Regions from separate parts of the Sus scrofa genome. Here all the other regions are linked to region 4. A link is a contact called in public HiChIP or PLAC-seq and promoter capture Hi-C data. All regions are on one chromosome and are shown on one strand. Each heading gives the region's core, a stretch centred on a gene start, on an enhancer-like site or on the middle of the called end of the contact. The rest is flanking DNA. Distances are from core to core; before and after follow the strand shown. Region 1 holds the start of MED15 (mediator of RNA polymerase II transcription subunit 15). Region 2 holds the start of GSC2 (homeobox protein goosecoid-2). Region 3 holds the start of YPEL1 (protein yippee-like 1). Region 4 holds the start of SNAP29 (synaptosomal-associated protein 29).

Region 1 (3,651 bases), core at 392-2,891, 270 kb before region 4:
TCTCTCTCAATGGGTTAAGGTTTCTGCGTTGCCACAAGCTACATTATAAGTTGCAGAGGTGGCTTGAATCTTGAGTTGCTTTGTCTGTGGCGTAGGCTGGCAGCTGCAGCTCTGATTTGATCCCTGGCCTAGGAACTTCCATATGTCGCAAGTTTGGCCATTAAAAAAAAACAAAATGGAATTCCTGTTATGTCTCAGCAGTAACGAACCCGACTAGGAATCATAAGGATGCGGGTGCAATTCCTGGCCTTGCTCAGTGGGTTAAAGATCCAGCATTGCCATGAGCTGTGATGTAGGTCACAGACACAGCTCAGATCTTTTGTTGCTGTGGCTCTGGTGTAGGCTGGCAGCTACAGCTCCGATTCGACCCCTAGCCTGGGAACCTCCATATGCCACAGGAGCAGCCCAAGAAATGGCAAAAAGACAAAAAAAAAAAAAAAAAGTTTGCAGATATGAACAGCTCTCCTATCAAGGCAAGACCTGAAAACTGAGGGTAACTGTGGAAACTGTTCACACCTTTCTTTTCCAATCTTCCCTACTCCACACCCCCCAACTCCTGCCTGGTGCCCAGGGACACTGGGTGGATACAGCCCCTCCTGGACCTGGCACTTATTAGGCCTTGGTAGGTGCCGGTTCTGTGAGGCCCACCTTGGTGACTGTCTATTTAGCACTTGTGGACCATTTGGGCCCAGGATTATTGTCATCTGCTTTCTTTCCCCAGGGGCACAGACAAGGCTCCATAGGTTCAATCTGGCAGAATTTTTTTTTTTTTTTTTTTTTGGTCTTTTGTGGCAGAATTTTTATCTGCAGGCTCTACCCCTCTCCTCCCTTCCAGCTGACCTCTATCTCCCTTGCCTCCTTCACCCAGCAAGTTTGTGAGCCATCCTCAAGCACTTGGCTGTGTTCTCCATGGACATAGCTGTTGCAACAAAGAGGAAAGCATGTCTAAAAATTAACAATGTGATTTGGGTTCCTCACAACCCCAAACCCTGTATAATATAGTCATTGGTTGGGACATGTGATTCCAAAAGTCTAACAGAGGAGTTCCAGTCATGGCACAGCAGAAATGAATCCGACTAGGAACCATGAGGCTATGGGTTTGATCCCTGGCCTCCCTCAGTAGGTTAAGGATCTGGCATTACTGTGGCTGTGGTGTAGGCTGGCAGCTGTAGCTCCGATTAGACCCCAAGCCTGGGAACCTCCATATAACGCGGGTTCGGCCCTCAAAGACAAAAGACACAAGACACACACCCAAAAAACAAAAAGTCTTAACAGAGAGACCCAGTGGTGGGAGGAGCTCTCGTCGCTCTTGGGATGCGGTGCTGGAAGGCAACCTCCAAGGAGGCAGGGCCCAGGCGGCGAGGGCATCGCAGGGCACATAGTTGGTGCAGATAAATCTCTAATAAAGTCTCCCCACGGTGTTCTCTTGAATAGCTGGCGGCTGCGCCAGGCTTCCGCAAGGGGTGTGGATCCCCCTGACTTGCATGGCCAGCACACAGTAGGGCCACGGGTGATGCTGGTGGTCAGGTGCAGCTCCCATCAGCCTGGGGCCTCCAGGTGAGCGGCGGGGTAGGGCTCCCTGAGGCCTGCGCACTCCATTTCCCACAGGCCCGCGCGCGACTTCATTTCCCACAATTCCCGCTCCGCTTCCGGCGCGGCCGGGACGCCACCGAGGGCTTCCGGGTTTGGACCTGGCGCTGCGGTTGAGGCGGCGGCTGCCGAACCGGGAGCGGGCTGTGGGAAAGTGGTATCGGCATGGACGTTTCGGGGCAGGAGGCCGACTGGCGGAGCGCCGCCTTCCGGCAGAAGCTGGTCAGCCAGATGTAAGTACGGGCCGAGTGGCGGCCTGACCCCCGGGCCTTCCCCTCAGCCCTCCTCACGGCGGGAGCGGGGGTGCGGCCGGACCCTAGGGGTCCCGGGCGCCGGACCGCGGGGGACGCAGGCGCGGCCCTCCCTGTGCCCGCGCCGCTCTCGGCCGCCATGGCCGCCAGTTAGCGTTCCTGCGCCGAACTCTGCCAGTCGCCTAGCCCCAGCTTGTGAGTCATCGCCCTGCGCTTTCTCACTCGTCGTTTGTGTGCTTGGGACTCAGCCTTCCCCCTGCGCCGCGTACGCTGCGGACAGCAGAGGCCGGGGCCGCGGTGGCGTCTTCTGCAGGCCTGGGCGCTTTGCTATTCCCTCTCCAGAGACGCCTTCAGGCGAGGAGGAGGTGGATGAAAGGGGTGGTGGGGACAAGAATCTACGGGTGACACCCCCGCCCCGGGATGGACTTCGCGGGAGGGTGGCAGGAAGAGGCTGTCAGGAAGCGACCTTCGCTCGGAAGGGGGAGTGGAGAGCTGGGACTAGTGCTCCTCCCTGGTCTCCGCTGGTTGCAGGGGCTGCCGTGCGCCCTAGGCTGCACGCGGGTTTCCAGTTCCTCCACACCGGCTGGGCTCGCCTGACTGTTGTGCTCTGTTGCCGGGGATCAGCTTGAGACAACCCCCTGCCCTCGGGGGACGCGCCGTGAAGGCGCAGTTATGGTGCAGTCTTTTTCCTACCGGATGAACAGTTTGCCAGGAGCCGCCTTGGGGAGTAGGCGACAAATAAACTGAGTCCCGGAAAGACAAGTAGGAGTATGAAAGGCCATCGTTGCAAGCTGAGGAGTGGGGAGGGGAGTGTGAGCGCTCACTGCGTGGAGGACGTCGTGCTAGGCTGAGAGTTCTGGGGTTTGAGGAGAGACGATCGTGGAATGAGGGCGGGCAGGTGCTGGCTCGTTAGTGGTAGAGTGTTGTGCTGGGGAGGTGAGCCTGTATTTGGCTTGGGGCCTGCTTGGAGATACTGACCTGCCAGAGTTGGGAAGATCCGCCGAGTCCCTGGAGGTGGATCTAGAACAGAGGAGAGAGTACCAGTTAGGACTTTATGAGAGCTTTGAGCTCTTGGGGTCTGGGGCCCTGTCGTTTCTGACACATCGCTCTATAACATGGTTTGTGGAATGACCTAGTGAGGCAAGAGATTATAAAGGCCTGCATTAGACAGCGGTGGAAACTGAAAAGAGGAAGATGATTTCAGAGAAAGGGGAGAGGGAGCTGAGACAGCCCTGATGACTAACTGAATGGAGAGGGTGGGGTACAGCAGTGTGGAAGGAAGGAAGTATGCCGGGAAGCCCATTGTACAATGCAGGAGTGGGCATTGGAGAGCTAGGCTCCCGGCAGTGCCATGGAATAGTCTGAGATCAATTCTACGGATATTGCGGAATCAGTGAATATTGATTTTTTTGATGCACTGGCATTATCGACAGATGAAATCTTGAGGATTGGCTCACTTCAGGGCTCCTGTAAGAGCAACCCCCAGGACAAAGATTGCTCTTTGGGGAAGCTGGGAATTTAAGGATGGGAGGACTGAGTTGCCACCAAAGGAAATGGGTCTGGTAGGCTAATGTCAGAGGGCTGAGAGGGCCATTGAAGAGGACTGACTGCTATTGAACCACAACAGGGACTCTATGACTAAATGTTTCTTAACGCAGCCTTTTTCTGCCTCTAGGGAAGCAGGTTTCTTTCTTTTTTTTCTCTTTCTTTCTTCCTTCCTTTCTTTTTTTTGCCAGATTGCTGCTTGTGTATTAGTTTTTCTACTGCTGCCAACAAATTGTGTTGCTTAAAACAACATAGATTTATTGTC
Region 2 (3,777 bases), core at 102-2,601, 470 kb before region 4:
CTGAGTCAGCAGGTTCTGTCGCTTGAAGTCCAAAGTGTCCTCACCGACACCAGAGTGGAGTCAGCAAGAGCCCCTCAGGAAGGGGATGTGAAGTGGAAGAAAAGCATATGTTGTCCCCCAAGGGCATTCATGGAGACCCCTGACCAGAGGGGTTCTAACCTTTCACCCACAGAGCATCTGAGAGTTATGTCGCCATTATTATACCAGTGTATAGACTGGGAAACCCCAGCACAAGGGAGGGAAGGAACCTATCCCACAGCTAGGAAATGACAGCTGGAGTGCAAACCAGGCTGCCTGCTGTTATGTCCTGTGAGCCAGAGTAACCTTTCAGAGGTCCAGAGAAGGCCTTACACACAAGCCCTGGCTGGCTGTACAAAGCTGCTTAGTTGAGGATGAAACAGTCTTCCTAGGAGTTCCCGTACTGGAGCAGTGAAACAAATCCAACTGGAAACCATGAGGTTGTGGTTTGATCCCTGGCCTCACTCAGTTACAGATCCAGCATTGCTGTGAGCTGTGGTGTTGGTCGAAGGCGAGGCTTGGATCCTGCATTGCTGTGGCACTGTAGCTCTGATTGGGTTCCCAGCCTGGGAACCTCTGTATGCCTCCGGTGCAGCACTAAAAAGCAAAAAAACAAAAAAAGAAAGAAGGAAAGAAAAAGAAAAGAAAAGAAAAAAACAGTCTTCCTAGAATTTGGCAAAGTGTAGGTCACCAGCATTGTTGGGCAGAATGCCCTGGAGAGATGGTGGACGGAGCCAGACTGGCCCCTGCTGAGCAGTGGGGGTGTGGACGACAGGACAGCTCCTGAGAAGTGTGACTACACTGAGGGTGGGCAGGGGTGTTAAAGGTTTTGAGGGGATGCTGGGACATACAGGAAAGGAAAGGAGAAGTGGCTTCAGAGCACATAAGTGGGGCCTTGGATGGAGTTGGGAAGATTCCCTGATCCAAGAAAAGGGCCCCGGAGCAATGGGGTTGCGGGTTTTGCGCGGGGATGTCTGACGCCCGCGCGGGTTTCCTGCCTGAGGATGAGGCCGGGGCTCTTAATTGGTGGGGGTGGGGGCGGAGATTGGGGCCAAAGTGTGGTGCGAGCACGGCGTTGCGGATGGTATTGGGCCCCACCTGAGGCTGGAGCTCAGAAGTTTGAGGACCAGGAGACTGTGCAGTTTGTCAGGTTTCTCCAGACTTGTTCGCCGCCCAGGTAAGGCCCCGAAGGGGACGAGGAGTCAGCCCTGGCCGCGGTGGCTATGGGACAGGGGACACGGGCTGGGCCGGTGGGTCAGCCGCGCCCTAGGGCTGCAGCGCTCCCGGCGTCCTCTAGGCGCCGCCCTAGCCTCAGGGCTAGACCGCAGGAGGGTGGGCATTGGAGGCAGCCCCGCGCTCCGCCAGCCCCACGGGTCAGGGGCACGGATGCGGGGCGCAGGGCCCCCGCAGCCCCTCCCGCCTCCGCCGCGGCCGCCGGGGATTAGCGCGCTGCTGGCGGTGAGGCGGGATTAGCCCGCGTGGACCCGGCGCCCGGCCCGGGGATTACCGCGCGCCCCCCCGACGGATATATTCCCGCGGCGGCGGCGGCGGTGGCCAACAGGCGGCATGACGGCGGCCGGGGGCGCGTCGGGCCGCAGGGGCTCCGGGAGGCTCTGCCCCTTCTCCATTGAGCATATCCTCTCCGGCCTCCCCGAGCGGAGCCCTCCGGCCCGGGCCGCCCCTCCGCCGCTGGCCGCCGGCCGCCAAAGCCCCGCGGAGCCCGGGGCGCCCGGGACGCCTGAGGCAGCTCCCTGTGCCTGCTGCTGCTGCTGCGGCCCCCGCGCCGCGCCCCAACGGGCCCCGGAGCCGGCCTCGGGGCTGGGTGAGTGGGCGGAGGGCGCGGGCCCGGGGGTACCCAGCGCGGCGCGGTGGGATTGGAGCCCGGCGCCTGCCCCGCGCCTCAACGCGCCCTCGCCCCGCAGGCGCGCGGCTGCCTTGGCCGGTGAGGCTAGGACCCACGGCGCCCTTGCCCTTGGCCTCGTCTACCGAAGGCTCTGGGGCGCTGCCGGGCGCTGGCAGCCCCGGGCCGCAGCGACGCACGAGGCGCCACCGCACCATCTTCAGCGAGGAGCAGCTGCAGGCGCTGGAGGCGCTCTTCGTGCAGAACCAGTACCCCGACGTGGGCACGCGGGAGCGGCTGGCCGGCCGCATCCGCCTGCGCGAGGAGCGTGTAGAGGTGTGTGTCCGCGACTCGGGGCCCGAAGTGCGGAGGCCCCGGGAGCGAGGGAGCGCCAGGCGGGTCCGGGACGAGAGGCGGGCAGGAACTGGCTCTTGCGGAAGGGCAGGAGCCGGAGCGGAGATAAGGCTGGTTTCTTTTCCTTAGTTTTAAACTCCCCTCCCCGGCACCACCCATGACTATCGAGGAGAGCATGCATGTTTCGGAATTTGGGAAGCTCGGGAGAGCGCGCAGCAGCAGGGGGTGGGAAGGGGAGGGCAAGTATGCTGGTCCGAGTGGGGAAGCTGCTACAGCCCCGATGCCCAAGTTGCTACCGGCATCTGCAGCAGGTGAGAGAGCAGGGCGCAGCCGCTGAGCGGTCCTGGCTCCGCAGTCTTCGTCCGCACACACCTGCATCCCGAGGCCCTGGCGGGTCCACTTTGGAAGCTGCGTGGGACGCAGATCCCCAGGCTGGGCGTGCCTGAGCGCCTCTCCTTCTCCTCAGGTCTGGTTCAAGAACCGCCGGGCCAAGTGGCGACACCAGAAACGCGCGTCAGCGTCTGGTAGGCTCCTGCCAGGAGCCAAGAAACCCCCTAAGGAGAGCTGCTGACGGCCATGGGGGTCACTCCTGGGCTCGGCGGCGTCCTCTGGCGTCAGCGCTGGGAGAAGAGAGATCTGCCATAACAGGAGGTGGGAGAGGACACCAGCCTCTTTCGTGGAGTCTGCACAGCTGTCTGCGTCCTGGAGCTCGATGCAGCATCTCCCTCTGCGTGTGTCCCCGGCCACTTGAGCCAGGCGGGAGAGCGCCCCATGCCCCCTGCTCTGTGCGCCCTGTTTTCCAATGGCCAGCGGCCGCAGGGCTGGGGAGATTCGGGGATGGAGTGCGGGACACAGGGAAGGTCAACTTCCTCAATCCCCCACGCACACACCCAGGAGGTACTAAACCGCCCCAGGACCACAGCCACCCCTTGGCCACCAGGCGCTGGGACTCCTCCTCCCCTCCTGCCGGTGCCGACCTCAGTCCTCTCCACCTTGACCCACCTGCAGCCCTCCCAAGGCGTAGAGGGTGGTGTCTGCATCCTGGGGCTGCTACACAGGGCCAGAGGGTCCTTACCTGTAGATTAAGGGAATTTCTTGAAGCCCCTTTCCCACCCATCGATCCTGTGAACTGCAAATACAGAAAAAGCGGTGCAGACACTGCAGTCTTCCATGACCTCACTCTACACCCAGTGGTATCTGGCCTCCTCTCTCCTTCCCAGGGAGGGGGGCCAGTTTGTCAGAGCCCAGTGAGTTCTCCGCCCCTGTGTGGAGTGCCCCCAGCAGAGCACATTGCTGCATGGATCGTTGCCAGCACCCTGGGGGCCTGCCCTGGCCTCTGGGAGCTGCTTCTTGGGTGGGGGTCATTGGCTTCCCCACTCTGAGGGGCTTCTGTGCAGAAGTGTCTGCCTCCCTCATGCGGTCAATTTCTGCCATCCTGTGGGGCAAGAAGATGTTCAATTGAGGGGGATCTGCAAACTGCCTTGAAAACACCTGCTATAGCCTCCATCATCCTGGCTCCAGGGAGAAGGACAGTGTGAAAACAAGGCTTCAATTGATCCCCAAGT
Region 3 (3,680 bases), core at 716-3,215, 300 kb after region 4:
CAATATAAAGAGTTTTATAAATTTTAGTTCTTCAAAAGTGGAAAAAATATTGCTTGGAGTTTAAAGAATGTATCTTTATCAGTTTTTAGTTTTGGCAAACACACCATGGCAATGTGGGGCAGTCACAATGGGGACACTGGGTGTGGGGAACGTTGGGACTATCTGTACTATCTTTGCCACTTTCATCTAGATCAAAAGTTATTCCAAAACAATATTTAAAGGAGTCCCGTCGTGGCTCAGTGGTTAACGAATCCGACTAGGAACCATGAGGTTGCGGGTTCGATCCCTGCCCTTGCTCAGTGGGTTAAGGATCCGGCGTTGCCGTGACCTGTGGTGTAGGTTATAGACTTGGCTCGGATCCTGCGTTGCTGTGGCTCTGGCGTAGGCCAGCAGCTATAGCTCCGATTCGACCCCTAGCCTGGGAACCTCACCTCCGCATGCCGCGGGAGCGGCCCAAGAAATAAAAAAACAAACAAAACCAATATTTAAAGTCAGAAAAACTATGGGGACAAAGAATGAATATCTAAATTGATATATCTGAGTTCCCTTTGTGGCTCAGCAGTTAATGAACCTATCATTCATGAGGACATGGGTTTGACCCCTGGCCTTGCTCAGTGAGTTGAGGATCCGGCGTTGCCTTGAGCTGTAGTGTAGGTGTCAGAAGCCGCTCCAATCCCGCGTCGCTGTGGCTGTGGTATAGGCTGGCGGCTACAGATCCGATTGGACCCCTAGCCTGGGAACCTCCATATGCCAGGGGTGTGGCCCTAAAAAAAGACTAAAATAAATTTAAATATCTGATTCACTTTACTGTACACCTGAAACTAATATAGCAATACAGTAAGTCAACTATACTCCAATAAATAAAAAATCAGAGACTATTAATCAGATTGGTAATTAAGATCATTTGCCCAATCAGGCCAGGCCCTGTGCTACAGCTGCGGTAAGACATGGATTCCCCAGGTCCTGGATGAGGGGTTCCCACCGTGGAATAACTCTAGCTCCGTGGGATGCAAGGGGAGGGCGGTGGGTAGGGGGTGCCCAAAGGCTCAGAATTAGCACCCCTCAGACCAAAGCCCACGGCCAGGGCTTGGGGAAGCAGGGAAGGATTACAAAACTCCACACGGGGATGGAGCAGACTCCTGCCACATCTCCTAGAGCAGGGGGGAGGCTGGAGCGTGCGCAGGTGACACACCTGAAACTGATCCCCAGAGGAGGTAAGCTCAGGTAGTTTAGCAGAAAGAGGGACTGGAAGGTAGAAAGAGTACCATTCCTGGTAAAGGAAACAACAGGTTGAGGGGTGTGTTTCGCGGCGAGAAAGGAAGAAAAAATGCAACCGAACAGAAAAAGCTCGGGGGCGGGGACACTGATTCCTCTGAGGCATCGTCCCATCTTCCCTCCCTAGAGCTCCAGCGCCCGCAGGAGGCAGGCCCGGGGGAGGGACCACGGTTTTGGGGAGCTTAGGCTGTGCAAGCTTCGCACCCACAGAGCCCTGGTGGTGCCACAAGTGGTGGACGAAGGCGAGCGTTTCACTTCGGCCTCGACCTTCACGTGGGGAACTCGAAACGCCCCCTTTGCCATGAACTCGCCGGGAGGCCTCTTTTGTCCTCATTTCCCTCCCCAGTCGAGACCTTTTTCTAGAGGGAAAAGCCTATTACCATCGGGCGCGGAGCTCCTTCCATCCCTTCTCCGGGTCAGGGGGAGAGAGAACGGGGGAGACGCTCCCGGTCCCGCCGCCCTCCAACCAGCCCAACGACGCCCGGTGAGCACCCCCGGCCCGCCCTACTCACGGCCGCCCGCCGGTCCGCGCCCCGGCCCGCAGCGCCCATCGGCACGGCCTCGCTCAGCGCGGGCGCGGCTCTCCGGAGGGCCCGGCGCGGCCCGGGACGCGCTGCGGCGGTTGGCGCCTGGGCCGCGCGCGAGACATCCCCGCCGCCGCCGCCCGCGGGCCGCCTGCCCTTTGTTTTGGAGCTGCGGCCCCGCCGCGCCGCCGTTAACGGCCTCGGAGCGCGGCACCGGCCAATCAGCGCCCGGCCCCGCCGCAGCCCAGCCCCGGCCCCGCCCCGGCGCGCCTCCTCCTGTAGCTCGGCCCGCTAGCCCTCTGCAGGGCGGGGCGGGGCGCACGTGCGCCGGGGCGCGCCGCGCTCCCATTGGCCTGCCGGCGGAGCGCGTCCTCGGACCCAGCCTGTGAGGGTCGAGGGGCGCGGGGTGGGGCCTGGTGGGGCGGGCTCAATGAGGAGCTCAGCGCGCCGGCGCGGATTGCCTTGGGTTGGGCGATCCGCCTGCACGGGTCTCGGGCGGTGGGGACTTCGCACCCCGGAAAGGCCCCGGTCACCCGCTTTTCCCGACATTCGTGCGTTGGCCGAGAGGACTGGGAACCTGGGGCGCGAGTGGGGCTTCCTGGCCGGACCCCTTGGCCACCCCATCCCGGAGCGAGTCCTCCGCGTCGCCTGCCCAGACCCCCTCTAGTTCGCTCGGAGCCGCTGGACTTGAGCGCCTCGGATTGCGCACCTGGCCTGACGGGAAGCCCTTGGCCCGGCAGCTCCGTCTGCCCCTTAACCGCACTCCGTCCCCCAGGCCTCCCTGGCGGTCTTCGTGTGGGTCCCAAAGCCTTTCTCCCTAGATTGGTGTTTAAATCACGTCGTCAGCACCACCATCGCGCACCGTCGAGGTCACAGTGTAGATACCATTTTTTACATGGTAGCACCCTTGAAGCTTCTTTCCTTTTTAGGATACAATGTATCTGCACGGCTCTCGGTGGCTTGGGTGAGCTCTGATTCACTGTTAGAGAGCGGCTATGTTTCCACAAGCCCGCCGCACAGGGTCTTGAAGCTGGTTCCTCAAAGGAGTGTCAGCATCTCTTCATTAACTATTAAGCCTTTCAGGTCTCCTTCAATTTCCAACTGAGTTTCTTTTTTCTTCTGAATTTCAGAATTCCTTAGATTGTTTTAAATATTAACTTTTAGTTGATTTTTTTTTTTTTTTTTTTTTTTTTTGCCTTTTCTAGGACCGCTTCCCGCGGCATATGGAGGATCCCAGGCTAGGGGTCCAATTGGAGCTGTAGCTGCCGGCCACAGCCACAGCCACAGCAACGCGGGATCCGAGCTGCGTCTGCGACCTACACCAGAGCTCACCGCAACGCCGGATCCTTCACCCACTGAGCAAGGCCAGGAATCGAATCCGCAACCTCATGGTTCCTAGTTGGATTCGTTAACCACTGTGCCACGACAAGAACTCTTTTTTCTTTTCTTTCTTTTTTTTTTTTAAGGGCAGCACCCACGGCATATGAAGGTTCCCAGGCAAGGGGTCTAATCAGAGCTACAGCTGCCGGCCTACACCACCACAGCAATGCCAGATCATTAACCCACTGAGCGAGGCCAGGGATGGAACCCACAACCTCATGGTTCCTAGTCGGATTCCTTTCCGCTGCACCACGACAGGAACTCCTTAACATTTAGTTGGTTTTCCATTGCAAATATATTTTCTCAGCCACTCCTTTCTTGAAAAAAGAAATCCTCGTTTTGATGTGAGCCATAGTTTATATAATTTTGTATCCTGCTTTTTTCTGTTTTTGCAGATATTTTTTTTCCCAAGATGTGCAGAAGTTCCCTGGCCAGGGATTGAAATGGCACCACTGCAGTGATCAGAGCCACAGCAGTGACAGTGCCAGATCTTTAACCTAC
Region 4 (3,859 bases), core at 829-3,328:
TTTGGGGGGAATGAAAGAGTGATGAGAGAGATTCAAAGTCAATTTGGAGAGTGGTGGGGGAGAGGGGTGCTGACCATTCCTGCCTCCCAGGGCCTCTGATAATTGAGAACTGATTCAAACCAGGAAAAATTCAATGTGTAATCACATTGATGACAAAGCCTGTCACCAGCCCAGTCATGATCATGCTGTACTTCTCAGAGCAACACCTGGCTTGGCCACACCAAGCCTCACAGCCTGAGGTGCCACTCTGCCTTTGTTCTCACTGGTCCCCATTGCTAGGAGAAAGCCAACTTTGGGAGGCAGCAGGGGGCTTGTTACCACAATCAGTATGAAACAAGTCCATCCTGTTTTTGGTGCTCTTGACCTTCCCTCTGCCCACACCAGGTCCTAAGTTTCTCCTCCAGGCCCTTGCCCTGGAAGGCTTCCAGGCCATCACGTCCCTGCTCAGGAGCCCAGGAGCTGCAGTGTTTGGCCAGTGCCTTTGCATGGATCCTCTTTTCCCTGGGAACACCCTCTCCCTCCTCTTCCTCCTCCTATCTACACCTTAGCCTTAATAGCCAAATTCCAGTGTAACCTCTGCCACCATCTTCTACTGTATATCATTTTGATTTCCTACTTCATTTGTTTTCAGTTGCCAAATATGTCTTTTCAAGCAGTTCTTAGTTGGCTTCCTTGAGCTGGGGATCCTTAAGTGACCCACTCCTCTCAGGGCCCTAAGGCCTCAGGCATTCCTCCCAAATCTAAGTCGATACCTTCCACTGAGACTCGAATATAGGAACCAGTAGACATACGCTAAACTTCCTTGATGAGGCTGAAGACAGGCAGGTATGACAATGAGGGAGCCAGTAACTGGGAGAAGTGGGGAAGGGAAATAAGCCAAGCAAGTGGCTATGGGAGAATGATGCGATATACCTCAAAACTGTAAGTAACCAGGTCAGTAACTTTGCAGAGAAAAGAGTTAATGAAAAGACCCATGGGGTGAGACAAAGCTTTAGCTTCCAGAGCTACAAGTGCTTAAGATGAATCATTCCTAGCTGATATTGCTGTAACATGCTATTAAATTTTTAAAAACTTTAAAAAGGTCCAACTCTGAAATCGTCTATGAATGGAAAGAGGAACTGACAAAGATGAAACGGAGCAACAGATCATCACAGACCACACAGTGTCAGTCTCAGACACCTTCGTTTGTATTGGGAAGGGAAGGGAAGGGCTCCCCACTCTACTGGGCTCTGGCTCACTCAGCAGTCGTCCAGGCGGAGAACTCAACACACCTCAAGGCGAGGTGGAAAAGCCATCAGTTTCGGGGAAGAACTCAAGGCCCATTTCCTCGGATGCTTTCAGACACTAGCAGTCACAGTCCTTGCTAGGTCACTCTGGCAGGATTCAGCCTGGATGCTGCCCAGGAAATCGTGTAAGAGAAACACATTCTCCACTTCCCTAATCGGGTCTGCTATTCAGAACCTTTACTCGCCTAGATAGGCCAGGGCATGGAGATTGCCTGTGTACTAGAAGTAGAAAAAAAAGAAACTAGGCGACTAAGAGTTCAGCGAGGTTGCCGGAAGCAAACCGCCCCTTTCGAGTACTTTAGACTTTTCTTTACCGGGCTGACAGATCGTACCAACCTTCCAGCCGCTAAAGCGCTAGGACCCTTCCCAGCCCACTGGGCGACCCCAATAACACAGGGGACCGCGGACTCACCTCAGAAGAGGCGACTCCTATCCTCTCGGACTCGTACATGAGGGACAGGGACCTTCCCGTGCTGGCGACCGTGGCCTCGGCCCGGCGCAGCACCTCCTGCCGCAGGGCCTGCTGCCGGTCAGCGGGCGACTCGGGCCCGTCCGTGAGGTTGCGGGCATCAGTCCACGGCGCTGGCCGGGCGCCCTCGTCCTCCGCGTCATCATCGAACGGGTTATAGCTTCTGGGGTAGGCCGACATGGCGGCGGTGCTTGGCCCGCGGTGGGCCGGAGGAAGGGGGCGCGGCCGAGGTGAGGGGGGGCACTGGGGGCCGCGGGCTAGCCAAGGCCCCAGAGAAGCGTCGGTTCGCTTGCTGCCAGCACAGCGCGAGTTCTTTCCGCCTGCAGTGCGTAGAGGCCCCGCCTCCGGAGTCGACCATCGGGTCCCGCCACGGGGGGAAACCACGCCTCGCGCGCGGCACAGCGGCCGCCCTGCCCCCAACCCCCGCGGGCAGTGGAGCAGCCCGCGGCCACGCCCCACCGGTGTCAGCGAGGTCACGTGGTGGGGCGGCCGGATGAGGCCGCACCTGCGCTGTGGGCTCTGGCGCTCGCGGGCCGGTTGCGGAAAGCCGGCGGGTGGCGCCGCGGTGCGCGACGATGGCGGCGGCCGCGGCCCGGGGAAGCGGCGGCGGCGGCGCCGGCCCCGGCTCAGCCTCCGGCGCCGGCGCGTCGCGGGGCTTCTATTTCAACACAGTCCTGTCGCTGGCCCGCTCCTTGGCGGTGCAGAGGCCGGCTTCCTTGGAGAAGGTAGTTTGGCGGCCCAGTGCGGGCTGACAGGAGGAGGGGGCCGGGGCGCTGGAGGCGCGGCTGGGGTCTGCAGAGGCCGAGGTGGGCCTCGGCTGCCGGGGGCGCGAGGAGCTCGTGAAGGAGGCCGGTGCGGCAGGGGGCCGGCGGGCGTGTGGCGGGCGGGTGGTTGTGAGCTCCCGGCGGGCTAGGCCGGGGCCGCCTAGTGACACCGCTAGGCGGAGGCGGCGGGGGCCGTGGTCGAACCTGGGGTGGCCCCCGCTCGCCCTGCCTTTTTTTGGTGACTTTGGGCGCTGCCTTCCTCGGGGAAGGGGTGCTTGTAAGCGCTTTGTCCTTGGAGGTGAAGGGCGGTGGGGTAGTGTCGGGGAGCGCTTTCTGAAACGCAGGTCTGCTGCGCACTGTTTTCTTGCGAGATTAGAGGGGTCTTCAGACCGGGGAAGCGGGTGTTTGAAGAAAAAAGAACTCACCCCGGAGCGTTCCTTATCTTGGAGAGGGGGAGAGGCAGCCCCACGGATGCCTGGGATGGGGGGAAACAGCTTTTAGTTTGAGAAGGTACCTGCACTGTCGCTGTATGTCGTCTTGAACAAGTTACTTCAACCCTCGGAGCCTCTGTTTCCTTATCTGTGAAATGAAGTCGTTCTTGAGTTCTAGCATAACATGCCTGACAAAGAGTTGGACAGTAAAGGGCAGCTCCCCCATGCCACGTGTGTGTGATGAGACTCGATGCAATGTGTTAGCATTGAAGGGATGGGATGATTCTGCACAGCCTCCTGGCACATGGAAAGATTGTTGTCTGACAGTTGGGAGTGGCTCTGGTGCCCGGTGAAATCGTTTTAGGCACTTTAGCAGGCTGACCTAGGCCTTCCTTGGCTTTGTAGGTTCTCAAACTTGGAGGGTGAGCAGGGCCTGGAGACTGATGCCTACCTGACTTCTAATCAGAGGGCAAGTGCAATGGAAGGGAAAGAATACTGGTTGTAGAGATAGGATCACCTGAGTTTAAACCCTGTTTTTTGTTTTGTTTTGTTTTTGCTTTTTAGGGCCGCTTGTGCAGCATATGTAGGTTCCCAGGCTAGGGGTGGAATCAGAGCTGTAGCTGTTGGCCTATACCACAGCCACAGCAACGTAGGATCCAAGCTGTGTCTGTGACCTCCACCACAGGTCATGGCAATGGCGGATCCTTAACCCACTGAGTGAGGCCAGGGATGGAACCTGTGTTCATTCTCATGGATGCTAGTCAGATTTGTTTCTGCTGAGCCAAGATGGGAACGCCTAAACCCTAAATTCGCACGCATTGGTGTGACTCTGGGCAGCTGAGTTCCTCAGTCTGTCCCTCTGCTTTTTCCTGCAAAATACAAGGGTACACTCCTTGGTAAGAGTACTGT

The links. Promoter capture Hi-C pulls out the DNA fragments that hold promoters and counts their contacts. HiChIP or PLAC-seq counts read pairs in DNA pulled down with a chosen protein or histone mark.
Region 1: an H3K27ac HiChIP or PLAC-seq map of alveolar macrophages shows a contact between it and region 4. The contact joins the promoter of MED15 here to the promoter of SNAP29 in region 4. A contact is called at or near these places in 1 of 5 promoter capture datasets (liver) and 1 of 2 datasets of contacts at active chromatin or transcription factors (alveolar macrophages).
Region 2: a promoter capture Hi-C map of liver shows a contact between it and region 4, with 2.4 times the contacts expected there. The contact joins the promoter of GSC2 here to the promoter of SNAP29 in region 4. A contact is called at or near these places in 1 of 5 promoter capture datasets (liver) and 1 of 2 datasets of contacts at active chromatin or transcription factors (alveolar macrophages).
Region 3: a contact with region 4 is called in an H3K27ac HiChIP or PLAC-seq map of skeletal muscle, with 2.6 times the contacts expected there. The contact joins the promoter of YPEL1 here to the promoter of SNAP29 in region 4. A contact is called at or near these places in 1 of 5 promoter capture datasets (liver) and 1 of 2 datasets of contacts at active chromatin or transcription factors (skeletal muscle).

Annotation. Positions count from the first base shown.
Region 1 is chr14:50,757,300-50,760,950 of Sscrofa11.1, reverse strand. It overlaps MED15 (mediator of RNA polymerase II transcription subunit 15), which reads left to right and starts at 1,641. Exons shown (of 17, transcript XM_021073412.1): 1 at 1,641-1,823. The coding sequence starts at 1,756.
Region 2 is chr14:50,957,998-50,961,774 of Sscrofa11.1, reverse strand. It overlaps GSC2 (homeobox protein goosecoid-2), which reads left to right and starts at 1,351. Exons shown (of 3, transcript XM_001927426.5): 1 at 1,351-1,840; 2 at 1,941-2,194; 3 at 2,679-3,777. The coding sequence starts at 1,585. The coding sequence ends at 2,783.
Region 3 is chr14:50,188,926-50,192,605 of Sscrofa11.1, reverse strand. It overlaps YPEL1 (protein yippee-like 1), which reads right to left and starts at 1,965. Exons shown (of 5, transcript XM_003132989.4): 1 at 1,788-1,965.
Region 4 is chr14:50,490,406-50,494,264 of Sscrofa11.1, reverse strand. SNAP29 (synaptosomal-associated protein 29) reads right to left here and starts at 2,078. Exons shown (of 5, transcript XM_003132993.4): 1 at 1,699-2,078. The coding sequence starts at 1,935. PI4KA (phosphatidylinositol 4-kinase alpha) reads left to right here and starts at 2,282. Exons shown (of 55, transcript XM_001929569.6): 1 at 2,282-2,480. The coding sequence starts at 2,331.